Linked DNA regions of Mus musculus: region 1 is linked to region 2. Evidence: chromatin contacts called from public HiChIP or PLAC-seq data. All regions are on one chromosome and are shown on one strand. Each heading gives the region's core, a stretch centred on a gene start, on an enhancer-like site or on the middle of the called end of the contact. The rest is flanking DNA. Distances are from core to core; before and after follow the strand shown.

What was found. HiChIP or PLAC-seq counts read pairs in DNA pulled down with a chosen protein or histone mark.
Region 1: an H3K4me3 HiChIP or PLAC-seq map of bone marrow-derived macrophages shows a contact between it and region 2, with 4 times the contacts expected there. The contact joins two enhancer-like sites. A contact is called at or near these places in 2 of 484 Hi-C or Micro-C datasets (the HPC-7 cell line and the N1E-115 cell line), 1 of 115 datasets of contacts at active chromatin or transcription factors (bone marrow-derived macrophages) and 2 of 9 other capture datasets (adipose tissue and pancreatic islet).

The regions. Positions count from the first base shown.
Region 1 is chr17:28,418,532-28,422,328 of GRCm38.p6, forward strand. All of the region lies in intron 5 of Fkbp5 (FK506 binding protein 5), which reads right to left. Among named protein-coding and RNA genes, the nearest start is that of Gm22146, 26 kb to the right of the region's middle. Within about 2 kb of position 1,765, at least 132 of the 459 cell types and tissues checked have an H3K27ac peak or open chromatin away from gene starts, as enhancers often do. A contact at or near this core is called in bone marrow-derived macrophages, where this site is marked.
Region 2 is chr17:28,190,892-28,194,918 of GRCm38.p6, forward strand. All of the region lies in intron 2 of Zfp523 (zinc finger protein 523), which reads left to right. Among named protein-coding and RNA genes, the nearest start is that of Def6, 15 kb to the right of the region's middle. Within about 2 kb of position 2,055, at least 42 of the 459 cell types and tissues checked have an H3K27ac peak or open chromatin away from gene starts, as enhancers often do. A contact at or near this core is called in bone marrow-derived macrophages, where this site is marked.

The sequences.
Region 1 (3,797 bases), core at 515-3,014, 230 kb after region 2:
ACCTTCCCTTTATCTGCCCAATCATCAGCTCTCCTTTATTTTACAAATTAAGGTGGGAAGCAGGTTTACAGGAAATCACCTGAGTGCTGACTCATTCCTTGTTCTAAACTACTCACAGGAGAACAGAATTAACAAATATAATTAGCCCCAGGGCTATCCACAACAGGGGGCTGGAGAGAGGGCTCAGCAGACTGACTGACTGCTCTTCCAGAGGTCCTGAGTTCAATTCCCAGCAACCACAGGGTGGTTCACAACCATCTGTAATGGGATCCCATACCCTCTTCTGGTGTGTCTGAAAACAGCTGCATATAATAAATAAATCTTAAAAAAACAAAACAAAACCAAAGACCTAAGTGAGATTCCCAGAGTCTGTAAAAAATTTCAGACATTCTCTTTCCGTGTGCTAAGCATCGCTGTGTGCAGGAAAGATGAATGAATGTCAGAAGAAAGCAAAAAGTAACCAGAAAGTCAGGATGTGACAAAGGCAGAGCAGGAAGGCAATTGCTGGGGCTGGAGACAGTGGGGAAGAGAACCTGCTGCTTGTGCCACAGAGCTGGGGTTCCATTCCTAGCATCTGTATGGAAGCCAGTAACTGTAATAACTGTCTGTGCCTCCAGCTCCTGGGGTCTAATGCCCTCTTCTGGCTTCCATGGGCACTGCATGGATACATTCAGACAAAAAAAGATATACACATAAAAATCTAAAAAGGAAAAAAAAAGGTTTTATTAATTTACATACGTGTGTGTTTGACTATATGCTATGCATGTACAGGTGCCCACAGAGGTCAGAAGAGGGCATCAGAGCCCTAGAACATGGAGTTACGTGGATTTTTTAAGTTGTCCAATTGTGTCTGGAAAATCAGCAGCTAGCCCAAGGTTGCCTGCACCTGATGTCCCAATCTTATTACCTGGGCGTCAGTGGTAGAAGAGGGGAATCATTTCTTCTCACTCTACGTGCACACTTACATACATAATAATACAAATTAGAGATCTTAGGTGACATTCCCGATTCCTCACACATACATGCATGCACCAATCACTTCAGGACATGATGGAATGTTAAGTCAGGAAAAATGAAGGGTCAGAGCTGGTAAACACAGCCCATGATTGTCTCCATGTACATGGAGAAAGGTCACCACAGGCTGGATTGTTTGGCTTCTGAACACTGGTGTGACAAGTCCTGCAAGGTTGCTGACGAGAGCTCGCAGCACCAGGGCCCTGGCAGGCCTCTGCACAGTAAGGACTTGCTCTGAGCGGATCCATGCAGAGGCGCCCGGTTCCTAGTAATCCCACTTCCCCTGCTCTGACTCTGGAAGACCTGTGGGTGCTTTTGACTTTGTATTCCATAGCACAAATACTCATTTCATAAATATTTAATACAAGCCACCATGACTCACTCGGGAGCTCAGCCTCTAGGGCTCAGGAGGTCTGCTGCTAATCTCATCCAGCATGATTTACAGGAAGCAAATGATCTACAATGGTCTCCAAGTGAACACAAGTGCACACAGGAGGCTTTTCTTAGGGATTTTTTTTTTTTTTTTTTTGGTAAAGAGAAACAAACAAGTTTAAAACTGGCAATATTTTCTCTTGACTTAAAAGTCTATGTAACCTGTAAGGGGGGTACTCCAACAAACCCCACAAAGTCAAAGCAAACCAAACTAGCCAAGTTCAGCTGTGCAATCCAGAGTGTAAGCACATCAAGTGAGTCTGGTCACTGCAGACATCACTTAAACTGAGCTCTGACTTATTGTTCTCTTACTGCCCTAGAGCAATTTTGTTTTGAAGAGCACAGAACACCCTGTTCTGAATGTGGCTGGCACATGAACTCGATGTGCTGACAGCAATTTGTTCTCCGATTAAAATGGGGGTGGGGAGCATACAGCAGTAACAAAAACTGAAATGTGAGAACCCCAAAACTGTACAGCTTGTATTTCAGGAAGCAAAACTGAGGAAGAGGCTGCAACTTTTTAAAAAAAGTGCTGTAAATGCCCCAGCCTAAGATGTGAGCTCGGTGAGCGCCTGCTTTCCCTTTTCTAATTATAGTAGCTGGTGTCTGATAGCTCTGCACTCGTCCCCAAAGACTGGGTGATGGGCTCTGAACGGCAGTGTTGTAATGGCATCACTACTAGGAAAGACTGGTCATCTGGCTAGCAGAACCCAGGGTGGGACCAGTCAATGACACTGGGCAAGGGTTCCCAGGAGAGTGGATGTTATTATGCCCCAAGAAGGCAAGCCGGGACTCTTGTAAAGCAGCGAGGTACATTAACCACTGACCACAAGGACATCATTCCTGTCAGGCATGGTGCTCAGACTCCCCCCACACAGCCTCCCTTCCTGCTCTAACTCAGGGGAAGGGTGCACTGCGAGCCAGACCCTAGCCCAGGGCAGGCGCGGGTCCTGACTACTGGAATGGCTTTTATGATCTTAACTGCTCTTCCTTTTACAACAGCAGAGGACTTGAGCACACCTCAACATTAGCCAGTGTCATTCTGCCGCCTAACAACTCTGTCTGTGGTCTCTCCTCCGTTGGTGAGATGATCCTGGCTAGCCTGAAACTGCTAGCAGAAGCGAAGCATTCCAAAGCTAAGTGTAGTGGCGTCTGGCAAGCAGAGGCAAGAGGATCCCAGCCTGTTTGAGAGCAGCTAGGGCTTCATAAAGAGCTGGGAGGTTGAGAGCTACCTGGTGAGACCTGTTCTCAAGCAAACACACATAGCAGCAACAACAACAGGGAGTTTTAAGTACTGAGGAGCTTGGTGATAGGACTCAGAGTAGAGTGCTTACTCCGCACTCTTGAAGCACGAGGTATGAGTCCCAGACCCACACAAAGTAAATAACTAAGAGTTTAGAGTGGGCATAGTGGCACGGGCACTTTGGGGGATTATCACTCAACTCAAGAGGCAGAGAGAGGCAAGAGGACCAGTATTTCAAGGCCAGCCTTAGTGACAGGAGACCTTGTCTCTGAAGAAAACAAAGGGGCTGGACAGATGGCTTGGCTGTTAGCACTTGTTGCTCTTGTAGAGAGGGCCTGGGTTCAGTTCCTAGCAGCCACAAGTGGCTCACAACTACCTATCACTCCAGTTCCAGAGGATAGGATGCCCTCTTCTGCCCTCCTCAGGCACCAGTCATACATATGGTACACAGACATACACGCAGGTAAAGCATGCATAAGCATACAACTGATTTTTTTTTTTAATTGTAAAAGAGAAAAAAGAAGACAGGCGCTACATTAAAGCATTTGAACAGAGCTGGCATTTCATTCATTCATCTGTTCATAGGCAAGCAGTGCATTACGTGTGGGTGTGGAGATGAACTCAGGGAACAACATACAGGGTTATTCCTCACATTAGTAGGGAGGTGCCCTCCAATGAACACTTTAGGATCCCTGTAAGAATGCACTTTTGTCCCACACAGTTGTCAAGTACAAGGAAGAGTCCCAGCAGGCCAGCCCAGAGCTCCACACTGCCTTTGTATGCCACAACACTTAGCACACAGCTCAGGACCCCTATATAAGTATTTACTTAATGACTAATCTGAAAGCAGAGAAAACAGTGGCAATTTACACCAATTTATAGGATTTTTCCTTTCTGAATCTATCAGTCAACATCCTTATTTATTTACTTATTTTTGGTTTTTTGAGACAGGGTTTCTCTGTATAGTCCTTGCTGTCCTGGAACGCCCTCTGTAAACCAGGTTAGCCTCAAATTTGTGATCCAGCAGCCTCTGCTTCCGAGCGCTGGGCCGAAATGTGTGCACTACCACCACACTGGCTTTTGTTTTGTCTGTCCAGTACTCTGATTT
Region 2 (4,027 bases), core at 805-3,304:
GTGCTCCTGCCCACCGCTCTCAGACGTGCCCCGTGTGGTCTTGGCCTCCGTGGACAGAAACGCTGCCTCCTCCTTCCTTTTCCAGATCCTGGGAGCAGCGCTATCCTCATAACCACATTGCTGCCTCCTTCAGTTCAACACACCTAAGAAAATGTCCAGGCCTAGGTGTGCGGATGCCTCGTTTAGTGCTTTGTCATTTAAGTTATGTGGGCTTTCTTTGTTTTCTTTGCTTTTGTTGATGTTTATTTGAGACAGGGTTTCTCTGTGTAGCCCTGGCTGTCCTGGAACTCACTCTGTAGACCAGGCTGGCCTCGAACTCAGAGATCTACCTGCCTCTGCCTCCCGAGAGCTGGGATTCCATGCCTGGCCAAAAATTTGTTTCTTGACAATGAAGTGAGATAGCCCTTGATGTCGTCAACAAGCTCTTGAGGTGGCTTCGGAAGGCCTGTCATAGTCTGTCTAGGATCGTTCTCCTGAGAATGTGTTTTCTCTAGAATACTTCTGAAGCCCGTAGCTCTCTGTCCCTGCATTGTCTGTCCTGTCCCTACACCTGTCATGGTGCAGTCTGGGAGAGAATTTGGGATTTCTAGGTGGGGCTGTGCTTTCTCCTTAGACCCTCTCACTTCCCTTGCTTCAGCTTTCCACAGAGAATTACTAGTTAATGAATTAAAGCGGTTGGCAGCCAACCCTCAACCTGTAGTCTCTGCCTTCGGGAGACTAAGGCAGGTCTGTCTCAAAAGAACAGAATAGCAAAAAGGCGAGCTGTCTAGCCCCAGACCACTCTTCTTAAATCTTTTCTTTTAAAGTTATGTCTTTGCCTCTTCCACCTCTCTGTTTCTCTGTTTGTGACTATATACATTCACACATACACACACACATATATATATAGGTATATATGTATATGTGTGTATGTGTATGTATATATATATATGAATGTGTGTGTATATATATATATATATATTACATTTCTTTTATTTTTTATGAATACACTGTCACTGTCTAAAGACATACAGGAAGAGAGCATCAGATTTCATTACAAATGGTTGTGAGCCACCATGTACCATGTGGGTGCTGGGAATTGAACTCAGGACCTTTGGAAGAACAGTGAGTGCTCTTAACCACTGAGCTGCCTCTCCAGCCCTTTTGTTTCTCTTTCTCCCATCATTCTTCTCAGGTCTGTTTCTTACCTCCCACTGGGTTGCAATATGTGTATCCATGTGTGTGCACTTAATCACACTCAAATAAATGTAGTTGTAAATCTTTTTTTTAAAAATCTTACATCAGAATAATTACTTTTACTTTTAAACTCAGCCTTACTCAAAATCTTAGGACATGCATGATATTCTTTGCTAGAATGTACCATTCGTGGTCCTCTGGTCTGTCCCCACTGGAGTCCTGTCCCCTCTGAAGGTGCAGGAGCCTAATCTCAACTGCCCACTTGCACTTGGCATCCTGGTCTTTTGAACTCACACAGGAAACTGCTTATTAAGTTCCGCTTACAGCAGCTTAAGCCTTCTCTGGCTTGCTGCTCCATACTTTTCCAAAGTCCTTCCACAGAAAGTTCCCAAGACCTAAGATCCACACTGCCAGGTCACAGCCACATCCCTCTTCTCTGGCACCAGTTCCTTTGCCTTGCTGGGACAACATAAATACCTTACGTGACCGATGTGAAAGAGAGAGGGTTTACTTTGGCTCATGTCTTTAAGGTGTTCAGTCCTAGTCATTTGGCCCCATGTACTTGAGCAGAACATCACTGTAGACGGGAGCCTCTGGGCTGTAGGAGAGAGCTGTTCACCTCACGGCTGACAGGAAGGAGGAAATGAAGCAGAAACGGGCCAAGGGGAAACACACACACACACACACCCCACATGACCTCCAAGGACCAACTTCTTCCAGCTAAACCCACCTCCTATAGTTTCTAGAACTTTCTAAAGCAAAAGGGCATTTGCCATTCAAGGTTATGCATAACTATGGAGCTGAGGAGTCACAACTGTGCAGAGCACCAGAACCCATGGAGAATCCCTCTAGGGGTGAGTTTGGGGATTCCCCTGATGGGACAATGTCAGCAGATAGTTGAGTCAGAAGAGGCCAGCTGACGTTTCTCCTTATTGCAGGGCTCAGTTCCTGAGCTGAAGAAAGAGTGAACACATCTCCTGCATTGACTTGTCAGTCTCCCTGTCTTTCTTTCTGTCCTCACTCCCATTCTCTCCCAAGAGAACAGCCTGAGCAGGGAGCCCTTGAGTCTGATCCCAAGAGCCCACTCAGGTGTGGTGGCTCATTCACACTTAGGTGTGAAGGCAGGAAGACAGGAGGAATTCAGGGCTATCCTCAGCTCTATAGTGAGGATAAAGCCAACCTGGGCAACTTGAGACCCCCATCTAAGAGAAGAGAAAAGAGTCCAGGACACAGTGGCCTATACCTGTGGTCCCCCCAAAGCACAAGAGACGTAGGCAGGAGGATTGCAATATGAGGCCAGCCTGAGCCACATATCAAGACCCTGCATAAAATAATCAAGGTTTAGGGATACACGTTCCTGGCTGAAGCCCTTACCTGACATGCAAAGGCTAAAGGTTCAGTCCCAGCCCTGGAAAGGAAGAAAAAGCCTGGCAGGATGCACACTCCTGTAACCTCAGCATGTAGAAGGCAGAAACAGGAGCTTACAATGACTTTGAAGTCTTCATTTGTCTGGTTAGCAAACTCCAGGCCAGCATGGACTACAGAGCAAGATCCTGTCTCAAGGAAAGCTTTGGTGGGTGGGGTGGGAGTGGGGCTTGAGGTTGCATAGATCAAGTAAGGAAACATGCTCACATGACAGTAAGGTGAGTCATAGACCCCACCCCCACAGTAGCCACACTCAGCCTAGGCAGATAGCTCACTCATGGAGCATGAAAGTGTGAGGGCCCGAGTTCAACCTTCAGCACCCACATCAAAAGCTGGGTGAAGTGGCACGTGCTTCTAATCCCCCAGCCAGGAGGATCCCTGGGGACTCTCTGGCCCGCCAGCCTATGGAACCTGGGAGCTCCTGGCCAGCCAATGAGAGATGCTGTCTCAAAGGCAAGGGAAGGCTTATTGAGGAACATCACCCAAGGTTGACCTCTGGCCTATGCACATGCTCATGTGCACACACGTGCACACACGTGCACACTCAATGTGCACACAAACGCCACACACATATACACACACATGTACACGCACAGGCACATGAATCCACACCTCTCTATCCCTTCACTTCCATTTCTTTCGTTTGTTTTTTGTTGCTGTTTTTCAAGAAGGATCTCTTGTAGCCCAGGCTAGTTTCAAGTTCAAACTGTAGCAGAGGCTGGCCTTGACCTCCTGTGCCTCCTCCACCACTTCCCAAGTGCTGGGATTGTAGATGAACACCACCAATCTGGCTCCCATTGCTTTTACTCTGCCTGTGGGGCTCACCAGCGTGAAGGCTGCAGCCTATGGAGGGCTGAGTGTGTTCCTGCCTGCTCTCTGTGAGCTCACTCAAGTCCACAGCCACTGCATTAGGAAGAGACAACTATTCAAAGGAGCATGCAGCCGAGACTCAAGCTGAGTATGGGCGCAGGCTTACACACTCGGGAGGTCAGTCCTGGCCCCAGAGTACATTGTGGCTATCACCCCTACCACAGCATGTCACAGTGGAGGCCCCAGATTTTGGCACACTGTTACAGGGGGAATGAGGAAATCTGTTTTAACTGTTAGTTGGCTGTGTATCTGAATTTCTTGGCATTTGGGAATCCTCCCTGGTTTCAGGATATTCTTTGTTCTCCATTTAGCTCAGTCTGGGCAGCTCACCGTTAGATCAGAAGTTCCCGTCTTCACAGGCCTGGGTAGTAAGAAAGGAAATTGCTTCTTGCAGAGTGGCAGATAAAGTTACTTCATGGCAGGATGTTTCTCCTCAGGGCCTCCAGACTGAGGCTTAAGAGGTGGCGAAGGGAACGTGGTGGATGTTCCCATGCTTGGACCATAGGCAAGGATGCAGAGACTCAAATAGGCATCTGCCACAGCGGGCAAGCACGTG